Regions from separate parts of the Zea mays genome. Here region 2 is linked to region 1. The links are chromatin contacts, called in public Hi-C maps. All regions are on one chromosome and are shown on one strand. Each heading gives the region's core, a stretch centred on a gene start, on an enhancer-like site or on the middle of the called end of the contact. The rest is flanking DNA. Distances are from core to core; before and after follow the strand shown.

Evidence for each region. A called contact is a pair of places that touch in the nucleus more often than the background predicts.
Region 2: a Hi-C map of leaf shows a contact between it and region 1, with 5 times the contacts expected there. The contact joins the promoter of LOC100191619 here to the enhancer-like site in region 1. A contact is called at or near these places in 2 of 25 Hi-C or Micro-C datasets (endosperm and leaf).

What each region holds. Positions count from the first base shown.
Region 1 is chr6:129,333,712-129,340,367 of Zm-B73-REFERENCE-NAM-5.0, reverse strand. No RefSeq gene overlaps it. Among protein-coding and RNA genes, the nearest start is that of LOC100280336, 81 kb to the left of the region's middle. Within about 2 kb of position 3,652, at least 18 of the 20 cell types and tissues checked have an H3K27ac peak or open chromatin away from gene starts, as enhancers often do. A contact at or near this core is called in leaf, where this site is marked.
Region 2 is chr6:129,499,924-129,506,579 of Zm-B73-REFERENCE-NAM-5.0, reverse strand. LOC100191619 reads right to left here and starts at 3,723. Exons shown (of 6, transcript NM_001137048.2): 1 at 3,081-3,723; 2 at 2,633-2,968; 3 at 1,904-1,962; 4 at 1,665-1,793; 5 at 838-973; 6 at 1-104. The coding sequence starts at 3,449.

The DNA of each region.
Region 1 (6,656 bases), core at 2,403-4,902:
CACTTGTAATTGAGGCAAGAGACACCAAACTTGTGGTGGTCCTTGTGGGAACTTTGTGTTCCAAGTGATTAAGAAGAGAAAGCTCACTCGGTCCGAGGGACCGTTTGAGAGAGGGAAGGGTTGAAAGAGACCCGGCCTTTGTGGCCTCCTCAACGGGGAGTAGGTTTGCGAGAACCGAACCTCGGTAAAACAAATCCGCGTGTCTCACTTACTTATTCGCTTGTGATTTGTTTTGTGCCCTCTCTCGCGGACTCGTTTATATTTCTAACGTTAACCCGGCTTGTAGTTGTGTTTATATTTGTAAATTTCAGTTTCGCCCTATTCACCCCCCCCCCTCTAGGCGACTTTCAGCAAGCGGGGTGTGGGGAGCTGTCGGTATAGGGAGGATCTCGGGTCGATCTATCTATGATAGTTTTTTGGCGAGGGATTCCTATATCACCCCCTCTTGTCTAAATCCGTAGTGGGTTCTCTCTTGCTAGTGGAACTTTGGAAAGGCCTCGTAGTGCTACCCTGCCTCACCTCCTTAGTAGAGGTGTATAGGATTCATGACCCCATGGCAGATGGGTATAATGGCTTGTGGGTAAAGATGTGCAACCCATGCAGAGTGTAAAGTTGGTATATCAGTCGTGCTCACGGTCATGAGCGGCTTGGACCCTCACATGAGTAACTTATGGAATTAAACTTAATCTTTCATTTGCATTGCACTATTGGATTTATTATTAGTTGTGCTATTATTTAATTGGGCTGGTATACACTTATACTTAGTAACTACTAATAAAATTTTGACCAACTTATTAAAAGCAATGCTCATTCTTAACCATTATTTGTTGATAAGCCTTACACTAAACATGAGCTCCCACCATAAGTGAGCTCATGCAGATCATTCCCCACACTTGATGAGCAATGAACGTCTGTGATCTCACTATTGCTATAACCCCCAGAGGTGAAGAGCAGGTACCGCCGGAGGAGGACTACTATGATGAGTTTGTTGAGATCTAGGTGTCGTCTCCTAGTCAATTGTTGGCACCGAGGAAATAATTGTCTTAGTTCAATTTATTCATTATTAGTTATTTTGTAAGACATTTTCATTGTTTATGACATTCATCTCTATACTCTTAGTCATTGTATGGGTGGATTACTTGGCGCACATATGAGACGCACCCGGGTTTGCCCTTAAATCTAGGTGTGACACCTATTGGGTTGGGCTATGATGATTAGCTTTATGCTAGTGCTTGAACTTAATTAATGAACATGATGAGACTAATTTTGAAACGATGCTTATATTTTGGATGTGATTATGAACTTGTGACACTAAAGGAGACTCGGGCTATGCCTTGAGTGCTTCTCCATAAGGACCGATTCATTAGATGACCACCCAAAAAAATAGTGCAGCCATGCGGGTGGTATGGGACACCCTTAGCCAATTAATTAGAGGAACCTGAGGTGTAGTTTTCCTAACCTACGTGTCATCAATGGGGCCCGAGGTGCAGTAATCTGTCACACCCGGATTTTAGGTGTCCAAAACCCGGGCGTGAACTTCACCAATTGTGCTGGGATCAAGTCTCACACATATGATGGCTCATGGTATAGAAACGAATGTCACAACTTTAATATATAATGAAGTTCTGTATAAAATAGTTAAATAGTTACATCATATGAAGACAACGATCCAGCAACCCAAAGTTGACTGTGAGACGATGCCCTAGACCACTCACAAACTCATCACGACATCCTTCATGCGTCTCATCTTGTGGTACCTGTTCTTGACCTGACGGGATATGAGTACATCAAGGGTGAGCTCACATACGTTCATCGCTCAACAAGTTGTGGAGAAATAATGTGCATGAACTCACCAAAGGTGGGAGCTCATATGAAGTGTAAGGCTTACCAAAGGAGATGGTTAAAGATGAGCATTGCTTTTAAAGTTGGTCAAAATTTTATTAGCAGTTACTAAGTATAAGTAGATACCAATCCAAATAAGTTAGAGATCAAATTAATAACAACACCCACAATGCAATGCAAATGACAAAAGTTTAATTCCATAAATTAATCATGTGAATGTCCGAGCTGCTCATGACCGTGAGCACGACTGACATACCAGTTTTACACTCAACAGAGGTTGCGCATCTTTACCCACAAGTCATGTTACCCATTTGCCAATGGATCGCGACTTCCCATTCATCTCTGCCGAGGAGACGAGGCAGGGTACCACTACGAGGCCTTTACAAAGTTCCACTAGCTTCAGAAAACTCGCTACGGTTTCTGAGAAGGGCAATATAGGAATCCCTCGTCCGAAAAGCCATCGCAGCATGATTGACCCGAGAACCTCCCTATATGTAGCTCCTCTACCGCCCTTGCCCCTTTCGGGTAAGGTAGTCTTCCACTAGCTTTCCTAATTAGTCAGCCAAGGGCGTCCCATACCACCCTTGTGGTAGCACTATTTTTTCGGGTGGTTCTCCATGTTCCAATTAACATGATGATCTTATCATGAACAGTAATTAAAACAACAACATAATTTGAACATGACCATAATAAAACATTAACTTCCCAAAACTAGGTAGAGCAATAGCAAATCTACCCAATAGTTCATATGTTTGCAAGGTGGAGAATAACAATGCTAGGGAAACCTATTAGGTCCCATCAAATTAACCTGAGCATATCACATTGATTTATAGGAACATTATTAGGTAGAGAAAAGTGATTAAGGGCACAACTTGCCTTAGATTCGAGATCCTCAGGTACCAAGTTGGTCTTCAGATTCTCGTGACCTCACCGCTATTCGTAGCAATACATACAAATAGACAAGGAGTACATAAAAATAACAGTACATCAAACAAGAGAACAAATAGCATAAGAATATTCTACGCGCTGTTGCGAGGTCGTGTGTTTGAGAATCACTAAAATCGGAGTCACGATCATAAAGATATGACTTTCGAAAGATTTATGTGATTAAATAGGAAAACTATGTTCTATGTTGATTATTATAAATCATACAAAAATGATATTCTAATGAAAATATCTAACTTAATCCTAATCCAAGTTATAACTTAATTAGAAATCATATGTTAGCCAACTTATTATTATAAACAATTTAACTTTGACCAGAAAAGTTAATCTACTAACATAGGTTAAACAAAATACCTATTTATAAAAGTTATGGGACATGATCGAATAATATTGTCACTCTGTGGGTAACTTTATTATAAAACTAACGCAACTTGCACGGGTCAAATTGTAGAATAAATCATTTATAGATTTTCTATGATTTTTGGAATTAGTTTTACGCATAGAAACCAATTTCTAGATTTTATTATTGTTGTTAACTGAAAAATGGGTGGCGACATTAATTTCCCAAAGGTCAAGGACTGATCTATAAATGTTTGGGTCAATCTGTAATGATCTTATAATGGCACGGGATGACGGGTTTATTTGGTAAAACGACATCGGTTCTTTTGCATTTGTTTGCGACCGAAGGGGTACGAGCCATCCAGAGCCGTCGGGTCTGCTTTCAATGGCCTAGATTAGATCAAGCTCATAACCGAACCGGTACCAAATAGTAGTCGTTTGATCAAATGTCGACGGTCAGCACCACCCCTCGTGTCTTGATCTCACTCATGATCGCTTATCACGCCATCGACGGCTCAAAACGAATGTGGTCGAAGCGGCACACTTCCTATAATCTCACCCGCTCTCTCCCGATCAGACGGTGCAGATTCCATACCCCAACCAGTAACAGAAGAATCTAATCCTAGTCGTTCCCCCATCGATCAACGGTAAGCACTATTCCCCCCTCCGGCTGTCCGCGCACGGCGGCGCCACCGTGCCGATGCGGTGATCACGCCGGAGATCAACGATCCAGTGACCCAGGGCATTACTTCCTAATCCGAAAGCTTCTACGTGATGCGGAGTTGATGACGAGCACGTGGGAAGAGGTCTTACCGACGGTGGCGCAGCAGAAATCTTCGGCCACGGTGCATGGTGGATCCACGTCGTCTGTTGTCGTTCGACGAGGAATTTGGGCGCCACTGAGGGGCCTCCCCCCTACTTCGCTGTCACATCTTCCTTCATCATGCCTCAGCGAATCTCCCTAGCCATCCACTGCGAGTAGAGGCACGACGTGGATGAAACCTAGGCGCGACGGCGACTGCGGCTTCTCCATCTTTCTGCTCTTTCGTTCTCCGCACCACCGGTGGGTCTCTCTCTGTGTTTGGGATACACGAAGGCGAGCACTCGGGTATTTATAGGACCTCGGCTAGATAGTTTTCTGGCTGCGGTCGGGGATCTCGGTGGTCTGTTGAGGTGCAACGTCCATCAGTTTGGTGGAGACGAACCTGGCAAACGGGACCCACTCCGCAACGACCAACAGAGGAGTCCAGGTGGCGTATTAGGCTGGCGGACCGGGCCCACGTTGTCAGGGACGAACGCAGAATGTAGATACGGGCTTTGCGGTCGTTGGAAGCGGGGCTGGCTGGGCCGTGCAGTGGGGGATAGGAATGGGCCGCGTGGGCGAGTTTCGGCCCAACAGCGAGTTTCTCTTTTCCTTTATCTCTTCTATTCCTTTTCCTTTCTATTTTAACTTCTTTAATTTAAGTTTGAATCCCAATTCAAATCAGGTCTTTGAATTTCAAAATTTATTTAAAATGAACAAACATAGAAATTTACCAGCATTCAATGCTAGGTTCATTTTATTCCTTTAATTAATTGTTTAATTTCGAATGCATAGTTCATGCTTCCTAAAATTCAAATAACTTTTCTATTTTTGAAACCACCTAATCTCCCATACAATTCCTAAAAAGAATAATTCATGTAAACTACTTCATCATATAACTTATGTTTAAAATGATTTAAACACATAACTAATATTTTATTTTTCCCATCTATTTGGCTTTAGAAAAATAGTTTCAAGGAAAAACCATTTTTAATCCAAATATTTCATAGAAATTTTCTAATCACCACAATAAGATTTTGAGGTGTTACATAATCTCTCTACCGAGAGTGGTTCGCCCCCTCGGGGAGGTGTATTGTGCTTACAACACCAAGAAAACCTAACGGGAAGCTATACATTTTGGGGAATCTTTGTAAAGCCTATGTAGTGAATCCCTAGCCATTCACCTCGGAAGTGAATTTGGGCCTTGCAAACCCAAGCTAGAAAGGGAATCACAGATCATGGGTAAAGTGTGCAACCTCTTTAGAGGGTATTGAAACTGATATATCAGTCGTGCTCACGGTCAAGAGCGGCCCTGGGAGCTACTTTGATTAGAGATACCCTGGTTACAATTCTGATGATGACTTTAATTACGATGATCTTGATTACAGATTCTGATATTTCCTCTATGAGTAGGTATCCCATGGGCTAATAACTTGGGATTTATGATAAAACCTAGCTTATGTTAATGATAAAACTTGATGAAGTAAAAGCAATCGCTAATAGCCAAACTCCACATAATGTTATTCCACCTTGGCCAAATGGGGCATTTGCTGAGTATGTTAATGTGTACTCACCCTTTCTTTCACAAAACACCAGGTTGCCTCTATTGTAAACTTTACTCAGCAGATGAAGATGGCAACAAGGCGGAGTTCGAGGAGTTTCAAGACTACAATGAGTTCTAGATCTAGATTAGCGTTATCCCCCAGTCAGTTGCTTGTGGGAGGTCTTCTAATTAGCTATGTTTCCCTTTAAGCACTTTGATATTTGTAAGTCTAAGACTATGTGGATGTCTCCGACTTCGTTTTCTAATAAAGTTAAATACTCTTTATGTTATGTTATTCGAGCATTGTGCGATGATGAATCGTTTATTTAATCGTTGTGTACGTGAGTTCTGATCCTGGCACATACATGGTTCGTATTCGGTTTACCTTCTGAAACTGGGTGTGACACACAACTTGCTCCACCACCCTCAAACCATTCTTAGAGAGTTACCATAATGGCTTGGTGTCAATCCACAACCCCAACCAAACACATAGACCCCAGCCCAAAAATCACCGATGAACTCCCATCGTGGAGACCATCACCGTCGCCAAGCGTCGTCGACACAACTCACTTGTTAATATGAGCCACACACATGTGATCCAACGGTCGGAGAGCCTCAATACCGGTCAACTGTAGGTCAACGCAGCATTGACAATACCAAGCTTTCAAAAGAGCCCCTCCATTCAATGAAAAACAACCCACATACCCTTTAGTTCATTCGAGGGGTTGATAATATAGTTTTTGAATCATGACCTTTATGGATAATTAGAAAACTACCTCGAGCCATTGAAGCAGCGCGTCGGGCTACAATCGGACAATTCCGTCGTGCTATGAGCGGACAATTTCGAAGAAATTGTAAGATATGGGTAAGAGTTCTCGCAGATCTTCCTATTACGGGGAAACCCGCGGAAGTTCGAATGGGAAGAGGAAAAGGAAATCCTACGGGTTGGATTGCTCGTGTGTCCACGGGACAAATCCAATTTGAAATGGATGGTGTGAGTTTGTCAAATGCTCGACAAGCCGCTAGATTAGCGGTGCATAAACCATGTTCGTCAACCAAGTTTGTTCAGTGGTCGTAACGTAATTGGTTAGTGGGGAAAAACCGGGCCGGGACTCAAAATAATTTTACGAAGTTTGATTGTTTAAATACATTAAAATGGATAACAAAATCATTTTCACTCAAATT
Region 2 (6,656 bases), core at 2,474-4,973, 170 kb before region 1:
TTTGCTCTCTGGAGAGCATTCTTGTGTTCCTCCTCAAAACTTTGCAATCTCTCCATCTTTTGCTGCGAAGGTGGAGTCGTTTCCTTCTTGCTGTTTATCATTAGCTGCAAAAAAACATAAATCTGTAATCAACAACAAATATTCACTGCAAAAGTTAGCATACCAATGCTGCAAGCAACCACAAGTTCCAGTATATAGAAGTTGAAGCTCTGCTGAGTTTGCTGCAACAAAGACGTACATTTCTGAACACTTTGTTCCCAAGTAGCTCAGCCTTTTTCCAAGTTTATTCATATTGGTAAAAGGTAGACATCTTCCAAATACAATTTACAACAAAAGAAAGATGACACAATTGTACTTCTTAATTTTACAACAGCTTTTAGGGGAAGAAAAATACGCACAAAAGAGAAATAGGGGAAGCAAACAAAAAGATAAAATGTAAAGCCAAATCTCAAACAAGTAGATGCTTGGAAAAATACAGTTTTGGCAGAGTTTTCCTTGGTTTTCCATATGGCAAAATCATATAAGTTAGTGATACAAACATGGTTCCACAATTTCTTGTTGAACATCTGCTATTTAGGAGTTGGTACATATCTTGTGATGCTATTTCGTTCTTATATTGGATATTTATATTACATATATGGTAGGGGAACTTCCCTATCATTTTCTAACAATTTCTTGTAAGTACAATGGTATATCAACCGTAAATATAATATGGCCAAGATTTAGCAATTGGATAAATGTGTAATCAACAAGATACTACAGTTTGCAGAGAGAAAGGGAAAGTACATGTTAAATTGTAAAAATAAATCTGGGACATGTAGTATAATGAGTTTATACCTCTAAAGCCTTTTGTGATTCTCGTTCAATCCAATAAATGCCATGATCAGAAGTGGTACTGCATGATAACACAACATGCTCAAAGCGCCCTTCCACTGGAATTGCAGTTCTAACCTCAGGTGGGAATCTTCCACATCTGCAGATGAGTAGAACTATATCCATTAAAAATATCATAGCATACTTTCGTGTACAACAGTGAAAAAAAATGTTAAATAAAACACCTTAAGCATTGTATTATGCAGGTCATGCTGTAATAGAACTCCTTCCCTCTTAATGAAATACGGGTCTCAACCCGCTCGCGAAAAAAAAATGTATTATGCACATCATGCTGTACCAACATACATCAAACCTAGGTACTGGCATGGATCACATTCCATGATAATAGGCCCTAAAAAGATATATTATCCGATAATCTCGAGATAACTCGCCAATTTCGAAACAACCTATCTGTACTAGGCTCCTGAACTCTAACTTATTCTTAATATTTGTAATTCATTTTATCTTTTAATTGACCAGAAGAAATGTAAGGAAGTTGAGGAAGGTAGCCTTCATCTGTTCAAACAATATAGAAGAATACATGATTGGAGCCTCCATACTCTCATGCATGAGCAGACTGAAGCTTTGCTGCTTTCTGCTAGAAAAAATACAAGGACTAAAAATCTTTGCTTTAAATCATGAAAAGACTGTAGTATGGATTATAATCCATAGGCAGGAGCTCCCATATACTAGAAGAGTAGGTTTTTGTTTATATTATTTATGACATAAAAAAAGAAAAGAGCAATTCGCAAGCAGGGGAAGATGCTATTTGCAATGACATGATACATTACCTGCAAAATTTCCTCTCAACGATATGATACATTCGCCCAGGTGCATACAGTCTTCTTGGATCTTTAAATTTTCTCTTGTCTTGTTTAAATGTATCTCTCAAGCAGATGAGAAATAGCATGCAGGGCAAGCTGTCCAAACTCCAAAGCATAAAGGCATGGTGAAAAACTCGATCATACATGCAGTTGTTCTTTTTCCTGAACAAATAAGAATCTGGAGACAGTGAACATGATCTAGTTACCAGAAGATAGAACCAAAAATGTACTCTAGCGGAGTCGGTGTTCTTGGCAAAAAGTCGTCCTGGAAGAGAGACCATAAAGGCAAAGACTTCAGATGAGACTAAGATTTCATTACTACCAGAGATAACAATTAAATTGACAATACAGGATTGGCTGAGTTCATAAAGGTTCATTTATTCAGAATAAGCAAGACAGCAACAGAACAACAACCAACATTGGTAGTTGCAGACTTGCAGCACACACAAATAGAATATATATAATATATTCAAGCACGCTATCTATGTTTCTTCAAAAATCTAAACCATGGTCTCTATTCTCTATCAACTCAACTTGCTGCATGAAACAAATTCATCACGTTGTGGGGCAATGAGAAAGCAGGGTCCATTTATCGGTACAGGCTGCTCCTCAAATTGAACATTGCATTCCATGATGGACAGATATGACTTAAACCTCCTCTAGACAACCTTTCTTTAGCGCGTGAAAACTAAACGATTCCTGCCGTTCCGTCTAATCAAACTAATTCAGCTTTGAAAGACATTCTCAATGAGGCAACAAGCAAAGCACATTTGATCCAATTGATCCCCTTTCCCCCTCCCCTCGCCAAAAAACCATCCCAACAGAGCAATTGTTCATCAAGGCAGAAAAATCAACATCCGGAGAACTCCGTGGCAACATCCTAATACCGCACGGAGCGACCACCTTAAGATAGAAGGTCCAACGCGCCTCCGTACCTGGAGCACGACGGAGTTGATGACGTCAGCGTACTTGACGGCGAGGTTGAGCGACATACACCTGGCGGGCGCGAGGGCGTAGCACTTGACTCGGCTCCTGGGTATGTTGTCGAACTCCTTGCGGTTGTTGACCACCAGCACGGTCATGAGCGCGGCGATGCCGGAGCCGAGCGAGTGGCCGGTGAGGATGAGCTTGTACTCGGGCCCGTAACGGCGCAGCAGGTTCCTCAGCGTCTCCGTCTCCCGCTCCAGGATGAACTTGGCGGCCTTGAGCAGGCCGTGGTGCACGTAGCCGCCGTCGAACATCTGCATCCCGAGCTTGTTGTCCATGAGCACCTGCGGAGGAATTCGTGACGCGAGCGACAACCCGTCAAACCTCTCCCGCTCACGACGGGACGGCCGATCGCCGATTGCTCGCGAGCTGGACGACGGAACGGAAGGCAGGCACCTTGTAGTCGGCGTTGCGCACGAGGTTGAGGCCGCGCACGGCGAGGATGATCTCCTTGTGCGCCTCGTCGACGTAGACGAGGTACGGCGGGCACGCGTTGCGGACCTCGTCGTAGTTAGCCCGCTTGAGGATGCCCTTGGGGTCGATATCGAAGTAGCCGTGCTCCGGCGGCGCGAACTTGGGGCTGGAGAGCTCCTCGTCGTAGTTCGCGAGCACGGCGCGGCAGAGGCGCGGGACGGGCTCGAACTCGTCGGCGGACGCCGGCGGCCACGTCTCGCTGTCGTAGGCGCCGATGTAGGTGAGCCGCTTCCACGCCCACCGCGTGCAGCCAAGGCACACCACCCACTCGAGCCCGCAACTCACCGACATGGCCGCAGCCCCCGACCCGCGTGCGCTCGATTGCCTCGAGACCTCGGGTTCTGGTGCGGTGGCGGCTGCCTGCGGTCGGCTCCTGGCCTCTTCTCTGCGGTCGGCTCCAGGCCTCTTCTCTGCGGTCTGCCGGTCGCCGGCTCGGTTCCCTCCGCCTCCGGCGGGCGCTGCGGGTCTGGACTTGGGGTTGGTCGAATTGTTTAAAAAATATATTTTCCAGCCTTGTTTCTTCCGGAACGCCCGAGCCCGGCGAGCTGGAGTGGGTGGCAGGGCAGGTCTGGTGGGGGCGCGGCGCTCCCTGTGTTTCTTCTGCCTCGCTGGCTGTGCAGTGCCTGCCGTGTGCGCCGCGCCGCAGCACACACGGCACACGTGCACTGCCAGTGCCACAGGCCGCTCTTCGCAGCTTCGCTTTCCTTCGTGGTGCTTTCGCACCACCGCGGTCACGACTCACGCCGCCGGAAGTTGTTAGGACGGCGAGGATCCGGACCGCGTAGAAAGCCGCCCATCGTTTTTGGGAGAGCACGGTCAACGAATGCATCCACGCAATTTCTAGCTGAGGAAAAGCGTTAACACCGCCTCTGCCTTATCTGGTGTGTAGAGTATTTCTTTCATCAAATAGGAATTTTTTTGGAATTTCACAAGAATTTCGCAAAATTCACACATGGTTGCTCTGTTTCAACTGCGTGATCAGGTCTACAACTGGACAAAGCAAAGATAAAGTTTTGGCCTTAAACAAGGGACCCAAGCAGTTGAGTGGTTGACAGCTAGCATATGTATAGGCTGATGCAATGATAGCACAGTACTCCAGCTAATTATCCTTGGTTAGTACCTGGCAGTCGAACTGTCGAAGGCGCTGAGGTCTGCGATTTTAGCCTGACCCATGGTTCATCTTATTACTCCTAAAATTATTCTCGTTGTAGTGTTATCATTACTGTTTTAGAGAAATTGCATTTCATCAAGTAAACTTAGCATAAATTATGAAGGTCTCACCTATGCAATTGTGAGAGCTGGCGCCATTCCTCTGCACGGCCAGGCACACAGTGTGGGCATTATTGATTGGCGGGTTCTCGTGCACAAGCATGTCCAGATAAAAAACAGGTCCGGTACGAGACAACAACCTGGATCAACGGTTAGCTCCATTAGGTTGCGTCCAACCCATTATCGATAGGTGACATGACGGCACACACTCTAGCCCTATTAGGTAGGTTGGATCCAACCAGCGATATAACGGCACACGCGGTCTATTAAATAATCTCAAAGTCATTGTTCTTTAATATACTAGAGTTTTAGTGAAGATTATTATGGAATGTGTGTTTCCCTTCTAGATGATATAAGTTGGAATATAATGGAAGAGTAAGAGCAGAGACGGATCCAAAGGGGGCAAAGTGGGTCATGCTCCCTCAATTTTGTACACCCTTTTATGTCTAACGATTATTTAGTATTAAGTGTAGAAAAAAATCAAAATTTTAGATAGTATAAAGTATTGTTCTAAATCTCTAACGAGGCGTTTAGATCCCTTCATTTTAGAGGAAATAGAATTCACTCAATAAAGTAACTTATTTATTTTGGAATTTGACATTCCACCACTTTCCAAAGTTCAGATATAAGCATATCTCAAATTCATAGGGTGGAGGATGAGAAATGATTTTATGCATTAGTAGAATTTGTTTCTACTCTGTAACTTACATGACACTCTTCGTCTCACTCCTATATAGTAAAATGTAGCACATAAATATCTCTGACATCTTACTAATAATAGTATACAAATATATTTTGTATAAAATCGAATTAGCTTAATTGATATATATATATATATATCTAAATTACTATTATTGGAATGGAATTCAATTCCAATGATTCAAATGGGACGTAAAACTAATATAATAGATAGTTGCTAAAATTAGTCGGGAGGTTTAGAACGGAACAACTAATTGTTAGCTATACCCCTCAAATAAGTATTAGTTGTTAGATGCACCAACTCAGCTAAAACCAGTTAACAGTTAACTCTAGAAATTTAGAACATGGCCTAAAACAACTGTGTTATGAGCCTGCTCGTCGGATCCTCTCGGTTCAGTCCTTGCATCTACCGGTCTAACTCTAATCTTCCCGACACCACCTAAACCAGTCTGCTCGCTGCCTCGTTTTCGCCGCCGACCCATTCCCGATACGACGCCACCCGACTTCGCCCCTTCCTGGCGCCTCCGTCCCTTGTCATGTTTTTATCATGACGTCGATCCGCTCGACAAGCTAGATCTCGCTCGTCGCAACAATACTGCGGTCGGCGGACTTGGCAAACTAGAAAATCATGACTCTCATGTAGTCTTTTTTGCCCCCCTGAATTTTCGTTCTGCGTCCGCCACTAGGTAAGAGGATAAAATATTAATTTGTGACCAAGCTGAAATAAGATTGTATTATGTATCTTATTTAAGCTTATTTATGATCTCAAAGTGATATTTTATCCTTATACCCTTCTACCATAATCTAACTTATATAATCTAGGAGGGAAACAAACAGAGCCTAAGTTGGACATCCATCTAGAACAAGGATTACAACTTATTCACAACTGAACAATGGATTATACCTTGGATTGACAATTTTGTGAAAGGTGAGTTTCAATAAAGTTCTTTTCTAGCACTAGGTTGGCACAAGTATCCCCTCGGTTTGAAATATATAAGTTACACTTCAATGTCTTTCACGAGTATCTAGAGATTGCCCACATCTCATAGATTATACTAGTAGTTGAACTCATGTAGTGTGTTTCTTCTACAATATTCCATAGGATAACATCCCTAATTAAATATTAAGCCACTCCGATCACATTAAGAATTTAATAAAAATGCCATACAGACTAAAAGAAACGTGCATATCTAACAATTTGGATCTTATTATAAGGAGTCTCTCCATCAATCAACGACTAGCTTGTTTCAACATTCTACACCACATGGGCGCTAGAACTCCCCCTCAACAACTTTCTTGTCACGGACATCTTTAGTACTCACCATTTCTTCATCATATAAAGAGTCAATGAGATCAACAATGTTAAACTCTTGTTTTTTATGTTTCAGAGAAGTAGCAAAAATTATCTAAGTATGTGGTAGCTTAGCTATAATGCAACCTACCACAGACTTCTCCACTATAACATAACCAAAATTCTCAAGTTCTTTAACTTGCATATGTATTTTATAACCTTGTTTTACTATATAATGA